Linked DNA regions of Muntiacus reevesi: region 1 is linked to region 2. A link is a contact called in public Hi-C data. All regions are on one chromosome and are shown on one strand. Each heading gives the region's core, a stretch centred on a gene start, on an enhancer-like site or on the middle of the called end of the contact. The rest is flanking DNA. Distances are from core to core; before and after follow the strand shown. Region 1 holds the start of UBAP2 (ubiquitin associated protein 2). Region 2 holds the start of NOL6 (nucleolar protein 6).

Region 1 (6,346 bases), core at 2,997-5,496, 220 kb after region 2:
CTAACACCCCAGATATCATGATGTGGACAAATAAATAAAGTATTAGTGGTTATGTATGTAGAGCATAACTTTACATGAGTAGGCTCCTATGTGACAACTTACATAAAAAGTTAATAACAAAAAAAATGAAGGTATAGCAACAAGTCTAAATCCAAATAAAATTCTCTCCTCGACAAATCCTTGAGAATAATCAAAGTTTAATCTAATCAACATACGTTCTATTATTTTTAGAGTTCCAAATGAAAAAAAACAAGCAATGTATTGCTAACACCCTTTAAAAGTAGAGCACTGCCTAGTCTTAAATGAAATACCTACTCTGTGGTCCAAGCCTCATTTCATAAATTAATTCCAAACAGTGAACTGGGTTTCAATTTAATTGAGCTCACAACTCCAGTATGAAAATGAGTTTTCTGAAAACTGAAACACACTATAACACACATGCTATGTCAGCCAGAATTTCACAAGCCTGTTCTTCAAAACCTAGGCCAAGAAATTTCAAAACTAAAATAACTTACTTTCTTTAAAAAGTACAGAGCAAGCATCTTTGAGAGAAACACTGTCAAGAAAACAAACAGAGCGTAGGAGGGGGACTTCCCTGACAGGCCAATGATTAAGACTCTGCACTTCCACTGTAGGGGCACGGGTTCAATCCCTGGTGGGGAAACTTACGATCCCACGCGACACTCAACGTGGCCAAAACAATAAAAATTTTTTAAAAGTAGGAAATTTCAGCATACATAGCTGACATTATAATTGTCAAAACTAATTTGATTCCTGGACTTAAAGAAAAAAGAAAGAAGTCCACTTGATCAGTTCAGTTTAGTCACTCAGTCCTGTCCGACTCTGCGACCCCACGGACTGCAGCACACCAGGCTTCCCTGTCCATCACCAACTCCCAGAGCTTGCTCAAACTCATGTCCATCGAGTCAGTGATGCCATCCAACCATCTCATCCTCTGTCGTCCCCTTCTCCTCCCGCCTTCAATCTTGCCCAGCATCAGGGTCTTTTCCAGTGAGTCAGTTCTTCGAATCAGGTGGCCGAAGTATTGGAGCTTGAGCTTCAGCATCAGTCCTTCCAATGAATATTCAGGACTGATTTCCTTTAAAATTGACAGGCTGGATCTCCCTGCAGTCCAAGGGACTCTCAATAATTGGGTCAAAAATATTTCAAAACCTACCACAGGTTTATAAGGTGATAGTCCCTCTCTTGACCTTACTTCAAGTTATATTCCCACTCTCCTTTTGGGGAAAAGAAAAAAGAGAAAACAACGGTTTCTAAGCTCTGTCAGAGATCCACCTTCTCACCAGTCAACACCACCAGCGCCATATCACTTAGCTTTTAAAGGACACTGCATATACTCGTTAACAACTAAGAGCTAACTGATCATTGCTGACTTATGGCTGCCTCACAAGAAGAAATAAAAGATAGATTTGTTTAAAATCAAAGGAGGACTTTCCTATTGGCCAGTGGTTAAGAATCTGTCAATGCAGGGGACACAAGTGTGATCACTGGATCAGGTTTGATCCTGCAGGCCACAGGGCAACTAAGCCTGTGTGCCAGCACTATCAAAGCCTGTGCTCCCTACAGCCTGTGCTCCACGAGAAGCCACCATTCACCCCAACTAGAAAAGCTCTCATGCAGCAACAAAGACCCATCAAAACCAAATAAATAAAATAAACTTTAAAAAATAATAAAAGCAAAGGAACTTCGCAATCTGTGAATTCGTGCAGACCACTTCTTCTGAGCAGGCATTAATCCTTTAAAATGCACTTACACACACACCCCAAAAAGTTTCTTATGACAGTAACAAAATCTAACAGTAAGTGTTCATTTTTAAAGAGGACTGGGGAGTCAACACTTCAAAAGTAAAGGCTTCTCTTCAGACCAGTTCAAACCTTCAAGACTGGTTTATACTCTCTATATGCAGTTTATACTCATGGGAGCAGAGATAGCAACCAGTTTCTGTCAAAACACAAATAATGAAATAAACCCATTCTCCTCCTGGTTCTCCTACCATGTCTCACCAAACAATAAAAGTCACCCAGGCTAATACCAAGAGACACCACTGGTGAGCACTGCACAGGCTGACCGGTTACCAGGAAAGGGAAGCAGAGGAGTGACCGTTGTTCTAGCCCAGCTCCAAAGGCAGCGCTCTCTGAGACTGCTGGTCCAGCCCATGTATAGAGAGAGGCCAGAGGAAACCAGAGCGGCAGGAAACAGGCAGCAGGGGCAATTACCACAAGCCTTTCCCATGGCCTCATTCCCATGCCACCACTTCCAGTCAAATATTTCAATCATAACAAAAACCTCCCTTCTTTCAATCGTTTTCTTAATTACTGAAGGTCAGAAACAAGGAAGCAGACGGAGGAAATCAGAGCTGTGGGAAACAAGGAGGACAGGAGTGGAGGGAAAAAATCTCACCACACATGCCAACTAGCCTTAAGGAGACAAACTCAGGAGGAACACACTAGAAGCAAGCAGAAAAGTAGTTTGGGAAAAACTAATCACTTTTGCCTCGATAAGTGAAGGTGCCACCGCAATGAGAGGGCAGTCTTAACCAAGGGCTCTGCAAGTAAGAGATGCTGGGGTACGGGAAGACCCTTCATCTCCAGCAAATATATTCCCTTTCCTGAGACAGATCCCACCCCAAGAGTCACCCAATCCTTAGGATTACACTCACCTTCCTTCCACTTTTATTAGACAAACTAAACTACAACTAAAAATTATGAATGTACAACTCATAGTGGAAAAGTGAGGAACACACTAACTACTGACACACCTTTGATTTTAAAAGTATTATTATAATCAAAGAGAAAATATATAGCAATTGGGTTCACTCAAAAAGTGAATTATATGCCCTTCAAATAAAAGATGATCTTTAGGTATCCTGTGGAGACCTTTAAAAGTTCTCAATTGTTAACGGCACACAAGGGCAGAACACAGTAAGGCTAAATACTGGCGGAGACACCTTGAATACACGCAGAAACAATATCCAACAGAGGTGGAAGTAAACTACAGGATTAGGTCAAAGAGGAAATAACAAGAATGATGATGGAATCAACTAACTCCTAGAGATAACAAGGAAGAGACTAGAGCGGTGAGAACAGTGATAGTACCTGAGATACCTGGACAACTAATTAGATTGAAAACCCAGGGGAAAAGGTGGGAATGCCGAGTGGGAAAAGTGATTCAGCGGCAAAGAGAACTGAGATGCAATGCACCAAGGAAAAGAATAACATTTGGAATAAAATAAGAGAGCGCTTTAAGTTTACAAACCCCCTCTCAAACCTACACTAAAGAACAACCGTGACACAGCCAGCCTACAGGAACTAGGACCGAGGAGGAGAACGGTATCCCGAGAGTCTGGCACCAAAGCCTTCCAGAGTGAGGAAGAGAAGTAGAACTGAACTATGCCTCCGGGCTGCCGAGAAAGCCGAGTGTGTGCAGAAGTTGGGCTCTGAGATGTCCAGTTCCAGGACTAGCGACAGGCGTGAACGCGGAAAGGTGGTCAGCGACAGCGAGGCGCGGGAGCTCGAGCGGACAGGCAGGAAGGGACAACGGTGTGAGAAAACCACACCCTCCAGGACAGAAACCCGAAGGGGGGAGGGGTAGGCGCCCCCTGGGGCTGGGTGGGGCTGGGCTGACTAGGAAGGGGTAGGCAGAAAGGGGCGCCGGACAAACAGCGGCGGAGAGGAAGGACAGCACCCAGGCCTGGACGAACTAAGGACGCACGAAGCCGGCGAGGGTAGCTCGGCCCAACCTCAGGGTGGACGCTCGGGCAGTAGAAAGGGCTCTGGAGGAAAGAAGAGCTGAACCCACGTCTACTAAGCGCAAGCTGTAGCGCTCAAGGAGCTGGAACGGGGAAGGAGAGAGAGAAGGTGCCAATTACCGCTGCCGCTCTCGCTGGACCCGGGACCCGCCGCCGCCGCCGCCGCCGCCGCTCGTTACCTGCCAATGTGCCTCTTACAAAGCGGCGGCGGCGGCAGAGTCGGCCCGGCCCGTCACGTGACCCCCGCGTCACGGCTGAAGGAGGAGCCAACACACGTAGCTAGCCGCGCGGCTCATCAGCCCGCCTACTGAGCGCGTTGTTTCCTGTAGCCACCACCCCCGACTCACACCCCAAGAGGCCAACAGCTGCGGGTCAGGGAAGGGCACGCAGATGGAGTCAACGAGGGAGATTTTATGGAGTTTCTCGAACTCGGAGTTCTCAGAGACGTACTACCCACCGCGTCCAGGATGCCCAAGAACAGCTCGTCGTCGCTGTGTGATGACCTCACAAGGCACCTCAGGTCGCTCCCCTGCCTACGGCCGCCTTTCCGTCATCACGTGGTGTGGTCCGACCACTCAAGACAAACCCAGGCTCCCAAACCTTGGGCGAGGGGACTGCGACTCCCAAACGTCAGGCACCCACCACCACATCCTTCCCTCCTGGGTTCGTTAGATGGTGCGCCTCTGACTTCGGTCCGAGGGAAGGCCGAGGCGGAAAGTGGAGGGCTATCACCTGAGACTAATAACAGTGGGCGCCGCCTGCCGGGTGGCTGAGCATCCCTCCTCCTGGGAGATGTAGTTCCGGCGAGGCGTGGGGTTCTGCGACCACGTTCCCGGGCTCGCGCTCCGCCCCGTTCCCTGCGCGGGAAAATGCCAACGGCTCGCCGAGGTAGCCGCTGAGCCCGGCGGGATTCAGGAAGCACCTCCACGGGGCGGGCGGACCTCGCAGCATCTGCCCTGTTCAATGAGGGCTTGAATTCTGCATTCCCAAGCCTCTTCAGCCTGAAAAGACTACAATTTGTTGAAAAGCCTACTCTTGTCGGTCGTCATACAACTTCTTTATTAAGTCATAGACTCAACCCTTTGAGGCAGAAATTGTCCCGGTTTTAAGCGTAGAGCAAGAATTCAGTTTCCCAGCTGAACTGGCCCAAATCCAAATTTTCTATTTCCAAACTGAATAACCTGCCTCTCAAAGTGACCTCACCTGTTTTAACTCCAAGAATTAAGCGTAAAGAATAGTGGGTCATAATTACGGCACAGTGTTTTTTAGTCTTTTCTCTTTTACTGGCCTATTGGATCCTCACAGGCATATCCGAAACTGGTTAGACACACGGAGTTTGGAGCCCAGCAGGCCTCGCCGCAATTCGAGCATTACTTTGTGACAACATTTCACCTGCTTGTGAAATTAAATGCGATTATGTGAAGTAGCACTTTGGCACAGAGTAGTAAGAGTCGGACAGGACTGAAGCAATTTAGCATGCACGCAATCCCTCAATAAATATTAGTAATCATAGTCACACCTTGTATATACCCTTCAGACACAACAGGTTTAATAAAGGTGAAAAGGGAGTTAAGCATAAAGTGATATTTGCGTAGGATGCTATGCTGATTACTAACTTGCTAATTACTAATAGACTCGGTTCAGTTCAGTTGTTCATTCGTGTTCGACTCTTTGCAACCCCATGGACTGCTGCACGCCAGGCTTCCCTGTCCATCACCAACTCCCGGCGCTTACTCAAACTGGTGTCCATTGAATCAGTGATGCCGTCCAACCATGTCATCCTCTGTTCTTCCCTTCTCCTCCTGCTTTCAATCTTGCCCAGCATCAGGGACTTTTCCAGTGAGTCAGTTCTTCACATCAGGTGGCCAAAGTAGTGGAGTTTCAGCTTCAGCATCAGTCCTTCCAATGGATATTCAGGACTGGTCTCCTTTAGGATGGACTGGTTGGATCTCCTTGCAGTCCAAAGGACTCTCCAATCTTCTCCAACACCACAGTTCAAAAGCATCAATTCTTTGGTGCTCAGCTTTCTTTATAGTCCAACTCACATCCATACATGACTACTGGAAAAACCATAGCTTTGACTAGACAGACCTTTGTTGGCAAAGTAATGTCTCTGCTTTTTAATATGCTGTCTAGGCTGATCATAGCTTTTCTTCCAAGAAACAAGCATGTTTTAATTTCATGGCTGCAGTCACTCTCTGCAGTGATTTTGGAGCCCCCCAAAATAAAATCTGTCACTGCTTCCATTGTTTCCCCATCTATTTGCCATGAAGTGATGGGACCAAGATCTTAGTTTTTTGAATGTTGACTTTTAAGCTAGCTTTTTCACTGTCTTCTTTCACTTCCATCAAGAGGCTTTTTAGTTCCTCTTCACTTCCTGCCATAAGGGTGGTATCATCTGCATATCTGAGGTTATTGATATTTCTCCTGGCAATCTTGATTACAGCTTATGCTTCATCCAGTCCAGCATTTCTCATGATGTACTCTGCATATAAGTTAAATAAGCAGGGTGACAATATACAGCCTGACATGCTCCTTTCCCGATTTGGAACCAGTCTGTTGTTCCATGTCCAGTTC
Region 2 (6,600 bases), core at 1,062-3,561:
TATCTTCCCTTCACTCATTCCAAGGAAGTACCAGACCTATTCTTGCCTTTGAGCCTCTGTGTTGGCTGTTTCCCCTTCCTGGAATGTTCTTCTTCCCTTAAATATCTATATGGCTGACTCACTTTCTTTACACAAATGTCACTTTAGTAAGGCCTACCTCAACCACCCTATTTAAAGTTGCCAACCACTCTCATCCTCTGATATTCCCATGAGCCCCTTAATGTGTCCTTCTTCCTTTGTCCATAGTGCTTACCACCACTTTCTAACACTGTCATACAGTTTACTTGTCATGTTCATTATATTATTGTCCATATTCCAACACTAGAACACAGGCTGCTTTGCTCACTGATGTATCCTAAGAACCCCTGGAGGAGGGCATGGCAACCCACTCCAGTATTCTCGCCTGGAGAATCCCCATGGACAGAGGAGCCTGGGAGGCTACAGTCCACGGGGTCGCAAAGAATCGGACACTACTGAGCGACTAAGCACAACACATCCTAAGAACACAACTACTGCAAGGCACATAAGTGTTTGCTGAATGAACAATAAGTGACTGCACTCCCAGCTGAGCCTTCTGGCAGTGCGAATGAGCTCCCTAGCACCCCATCCCCTTCAAAGAATAGCAAGGTCCCTGAGGACCTTTACTGGGCTTTCCAGTTCCCCCCACTACTTGACTTACCTCTGTCTCAGGGGTTGAGGGCACCTTCATGATCCGCTGGTTGACCTCCCGTAGGAAAGCATCAATCCGCTCTTTCTTCTTCTCTGACAGCCTCACTTCCTTTAGTAACTCCTCTACCTGTAAGATGGTGCAGGAGAAAGTAGCACTTCAGCCTCAGGCTCTCAGCCCATCCCTCTAATCCAAGCCCCAACCACCCAACAGTACCTGTAAACGAAGCAAGCTGGAATGGAACAGACTCTCAGTCTCCCGAAGGCGACTGAGCTCCTCATTGGTAGGTTCCTTGTACAGTTCTGCCCGGCTGAGCTTCACAGGCTGCAGGAGGCCCTCTCCTGGAGACACAGCTATCTTACGTTTCTTTAAGGATTCCTTCTTCCCCTCTTTGCCTGTGCCTTCCAGAGCTGACTCCATCACCTGTGGCCAATGAGAGAGAGAAGCCAGGGTGACATCACAGACACCCAGCATCCACTGCCTGTCGAGCCACCAGGACCAGATGCAGGTAAAGGCTTCACCTGCTCCTGGTCTCTCTTGAACAGGAATCAGATTGTGTAAAACTCAGAATAATTTTTAGTTAAAAGAATTTATTGAGCTCTAGACTGAAAACTCCTTGAGTTGAGGGTTCCCATCTATCTAACAGCATGTAGCTCTGCTTGGAGTCAGTAAGGGTAGTAGCTGAATGGGCCCTGGAAGCAATAACTGAGCTTCTTGTACTTCCAAGTAACAAGACCTTCTCTTCTGCTGAGTTAATTATGGAACGTAGCAAATGCCAAATCCACTCTTGCTCTGTCCAAATCCTGCCAGGTCACACACGCACCCCCTGCCCCAGCAAGCCCTGACTATAGGCTATATCAGTATACATTAAGTGCTCAGTGATGGAGCCTACTGGCTCTGAAGGATATACTCAATAAATCATTCAATCCTTATAATAATACTAACAGAAAACAAACAACTGAACGAAGCTCCGTTGAGCTTGTGGTTCCAGTCGGTATGATTAAACTGTGAGCAGGCTTCAAACCCTGGTCTGCGAGATCCCAAACCTTCTACCCTGCAGCCTGGGCTCCGCCCCCCTCCATGGTTCCACAGCCGGAAGAGCCTTACTGTAGCGCACCAGGACTGCCACCACGTGGGGAGCACAAAACTAGACACAGGAGGGGAGAAAATCCTGCCCAAAGTCCACAAGGACTTAGGGGAAAGACCCAAGCCGCGGAAGGGAATGGGGGCGGGTCTCTTCAATCTCAAGGTGTAGAGCTAACGAACAGAGACGGTCCATAGACTTTACTACTTGGCAGGTAAAGCCAAGTTCTATTTCCCTTGGCAAGCCCTGTCTCGGTATCCTAAGCTGGAAGCATCGGGGAAAATGAGGCTCTGCCTTAAGGGGCCACTCTCGTGCCCCTCGCTAGCAAGCTGTTAGGTTCTGCTGTCTCCGGCACGCTGCGCATCCCTTCCTCCCAGGCCGCTCGCCCACCTCCGGCTCCCCAGCAGTTCCGCGATGCTCCGCTCTCGCAGGTGCGGGGCCCATCCCTCACGTACTGCTCTCGCACTTTGGGTTTAAAGTCCACTTGCTCTGTAGAGATTCCACCCACGTTGGCAGAAATGACCAAACCTCGGCAGAAACGCGGGTACCAGCGTTAGGAAGCCTCATGGCAAAGAACCCCGCCCAGTTCCAGAGCCATTGGGTGAGTGCCTGACGAGTCTCTCGCCATTGGTTTCTGTCACTCTCCAGGACCGCCCATTATGGGGGAGGGGCCAAACAGAGTTCTCCGATTTACGGCCTCTTTGCGACGCCAGACAGGAAGCTTGCCGGTAACTTGGCGGTTGCTTCCGTTTCCTCACTTCCTCCTCTTGGAACACCAGGGAAAGGGCGGGGCTAGCTTGGGCCTTGGGGGAGGGTTTGTTTACGTAAGTGATTTCTCTTCTTGCTTTTTTTTTTTATCTTAAAGTCAGTTTTATTTTTATTTTTATTTTTTTCCATTTATTTTTATTAGTTGGAGGCTAATTACAACATTGCAGTGGCCCCTGTCATACACTGACATGAATCAGCCATGGATCCACATGCACTCCCCATCCCGATCCCCACTCCCACCTCCCTCTCCACGCGATTCCTCTGGGTCTTCCCAGTGCACCAGGCCCGAGCACCCGTCTCATGCATCCAGCCTGGGCTGGTGATCTGTTTCACCCTAGATAATATACATGTTTCGATGCTGTTCTCTCGAAACATCCCACCCTTGCCTTCTCCCACAGAGTCCAAAATTCTGTTCTGTACATCTGTGTCTCTTTTTATGTTTTGCATATAGGGTTATCATTACCATCTTTCTAAATTCCATATATATGCGTTAGTATACTGTATTGGTCTTTATCTTTCTGGCTTACTTCACTCTGTATGATGGGCTCCAGTTTCATCCATCTCATTAGAACTGATTCAAATGAATTCTTTTTAATGGCTGAGTAATATTCCATGGTGTATATGTACCACAGCTTTCTTATCCATTCGTCTGCTGATGGGCATCTAGGTTGCTTCCATGTCCTGGCTATTATAAACAGTGCTGCGATGAACATTGGGGTACACGTGTCTCTTTCAGATCTGGTTTCCTTGGTGTGTATGCCCAGAAGTGGGATTGCTGGGTCATATGGCAGTTCTAATTTCAGTTTTTTAAGAAATCTCCACAGTGTTCTCCATAGCGGCTGTGCTAGTTTGCATTCCCACCAGCAGTGTAAGAGGGTTCCCTTTTCTCTACACCCTCTCCAGCATTTGTTGCTTGTAGACTTTTGGATAGCAGCCATCCTGACTGGCGTGTAATGGTACCTCATTGTAGTTTTGATTTGCATTTTTCTGATAATGAGTGATGTTGAGCATCTTTTCATGCGTTTGTTAGCCATCTGTATGTCTTCTTAGTTTAGTTTAGTTCTTTGGCCCATTTTTTGATTGGGTCATTTATTTTTCTGGACTTGAGCTGCAGGAGTTGCTTGTATATTTTTAAAAATATGGAACGCTTCACGAATTTGCGTGTCATCCTTGTGCAGGGGCCATGCTAATCTTCTCTGTATCGTTCTAATTTTAGTATATGTGCTGCCGAAGTGAGCACACTCTTCTCGCTTTATCAATTAACCGATCTCGTCAATCCTACTTGCAAAATATGTCTTGAGTTTATTCATTTTGTGTATGTGTGTGTTAAGTCACTTCAGTCTTGTCCCATTCTTTGCAACCGTACTGACTGTAGCCTGACAGACTCCTGTGTCACTGGGATTCTCTGGGCAAGAATACTGCAGTGGGTTGCCATGCCCACCTCCAGGGGATCTTCCTGATTCATGGATCAAACCCGCCTCTCTTAGGTCTCCTGCCCGTTGGCAGCCTGGTTCTTAACCACTAGCACCACCTGGGAACCCCCAGGACTATCTCTTCGGTTCAGTTCAGTTCAGTCGCTCAGTCGTGTCCGACTCTGCAACCCCATGGATTGAAGCAAGCCAGGCTTCCCTGCCCTTTTTGTAGTCATAATTCAATTATAAAATTCAAGAAATGTAACTTTCATTCAATACTATCATATAAAGCCCATATTCACACTTTGCCAGTTATTTCAATAATACCCTTTACATAGTAGAGTTTTATCTCCTGGTTCAGGATCAGGCATCTATTTAGGCATCATCTTTTTTTTCCCTCTCAGTGTGAATTAATCTGGAACATATTCTCTCCCTTTTTTGTTTTTTGTTGTGTGTGTGGATGTGTTGGTTTTTGGTTTTGCCACGCTGTGCAGCATGTGGGATCTTAGTTCTCTGATCAGGGATGGTACCCTTGCCCCGTGCATGGGAAATGCAGAATCTTAACTGCTGGACTGCCAGGGAAGTCCATTTTTCCCCCTAACAACAGTTTTGAAGAATATAGCATAGTTTCATTCGATAGCTTTTTCTTTAAATCTTTTTTGTTGAAGTGTGCAGTGGTAAAGACTCTGCCTGCCAAGGCAAAATACATAAGAGATCTGGGTTCAATCCCTGTGTCAGGAAGATCTCCTGGAGTAGGAAATGGGAACCCCCCTTCAGTATTCTTGCCTGGAAAATTCCATGGGCAGAGGCACCTGGCGGGCTACAATCCATGTGGTCGCAGAGTCAGACACCACTGAGCACCCATGCACAACACACATATGGAAAAATTCACATACCTCAAGGATACACCTTGGATAGTCACAAACTAAACATACATATGTACTCAACTCACAAAAAAAAGAAAAAGAAAAAGAAAAAGCAGGGACTTCCCTTGTGGCCCAGTGGTTAAGTATCTGCCTGCCAATTCAGGAGACACAGGTTCAATTCCTGGTCCAGGAAGATCCCACACACCACGGAGCCACTAAGCATGTGCACCCTAACTACTGAGCTCGAACTCTAGAACTCGCAAGCCACAACTACTGAAGCCCACATGTTCTAGAGCCAGTACTCCACAACCCGAGAAGCCACCAAAATGATAAGTCCATGCACCACAATGAAGACTAGAACCTGCTCACTGCAACAGGAGAAAACCCAGGACCACTAACGAAGACCCAGTGAGGCCAAAACTAAACACAAAATAAATTTTAATTTAAAAGAAAAGAATATTTTCTGCACCTTTCCAGTCTCCCCTCATGCTGCCTTTTAGTCACCACCCTGGAAAAATAACCACTGGCCTGACTTCTAATAGCATAGGTTAGCTTATGCAATGCTTTTAAAGGAATTTTACAAAAGTGGTCTTGTCCTTCTTCAATATATTTTCACATGCTTGCCAGAATGAGTATTCTGCAACTGAAACCCTATCATGTCACGCTCCTCTTAAAAACTTATCAGTGGTTGGCTACCAATTGCACTTAGAATGAATGAAATGAATGAATGAATGAAATACAGATTTCTCCAAGGCCATGATCAATATATTCCCTCACTCACTACCCATCTTTTTTCTCAATACTCTACCCCTTCATCACTGAGCTCCAGCAATATCCACCTTCTTTCAATTCCTTGGTTGTATCAAGTTCTTTCTTATCTCAGAGACTTGAGCCAAGCTGTTTGCTCTGCCTGGAATGCTTCTCTGAAAATTTTTCCATTTCATCCCACAGCTTTCAGTGTAAACAACATGTCTATAGTTAGGCCTTCATTGATCACCCAACCTGAAATATGTTTTCCCTTATCTCTTCACCCAATTGATTCCTTTTTTTTTTTTTTTTAGCACTTTTAAAAACAATTTTTCGTTATCAGTTGTCTATCTCTTCATCCTTGACCGTGAGTTTGAAAACAAGGATCAGGTGTACATGTCCAATACCCAGTACACTGTACATCCTCAGTATGTGTTTACTGACTGAATGATGTGACCACTGTCAACCTTTCAACCTTGTCTGTCATCATTGTCTCCTTCAAATATTAAGGCCCAGCCATACGGAACTACTTGGGAATTTCCCTACTCTATCTTGCTTTCTTGTCCTGGACTTTTGAGCTTACCAGCTTCTTTGCTACCAATGTTTTGATTTTTTTTTCACAGCCTTATTGAGATAAAATTGAAATATAACTGTTAAAGTTGTACAATGTGATGACTTGTTGCACACATATTGCAAAATGGTTACCTCAGTAAGATTAGTTAACACATTTAACATATCCTTCACCTCACCTAATTACCATTTGTTGTTTTGATGAGAACATTTAAGATCTACTCTTATAGCTATTTTCAAGTATTCAGTTCAGTTATTCAGTCATGTCTAACTCTTTGAGACCCCATGGACTGCAGCACGCCAGGCCTCCCTGGCCATCACCAACTCCCAAAGTTTACTCAAACTCACGTCTGTTGAGTCAGTGATGCCATCCAACCATCTCATCCTCTGTCATCCCCTTTTCCTCCCACCCTCAATCTTTCCCAGCATCAGGGTCTTTTCAAATGAGTCAGTTCTTTGCATCAGGTGGCCAAAGTATTGGAGTTT

What was found. A called contact is a pair of places that touch in the nucleus more often than the background predicts.
Region 1: a Hi-C map of muscle shows a contact between it and region 2, with 3 times the contacts expected there. The contact joins the promoter of UBAP2 here to the promoter of NOL6 in region 2. A contact is called at or near these places in 2 of 3 Hi-C or Micro-C datasets (blood and muscle).

What each region holds. Positions count from the first base shown.
Region 1 is chr10:8,051,429-8,057,774 of mMunRee1.1, forward strand. It overlaps UBAP2 (ubiquitin associated protein 2), which reads right to left and starts at 4,247. Exons shown (of 29, transcript XM_065901575.1): 1 at 4,227-4,247.
Region 2 is chr10:7,831,195-7,837,794 of mMunRee1.1, forward strand. It overlaps NOL6 (nucleolar protein 6), which reads right to left and starts at 2,312. Exons shown (of 26, transcript XM_065947415.1): 1 at 2,207-2,312; 2 at 884-1,090; 3 at 680-796. The coding sequence starts at 1,087. LOC136143960 (U6 spliceosomal RNA) reads right to left here and starts at 3,759; the gene lies at 3,653-3,759.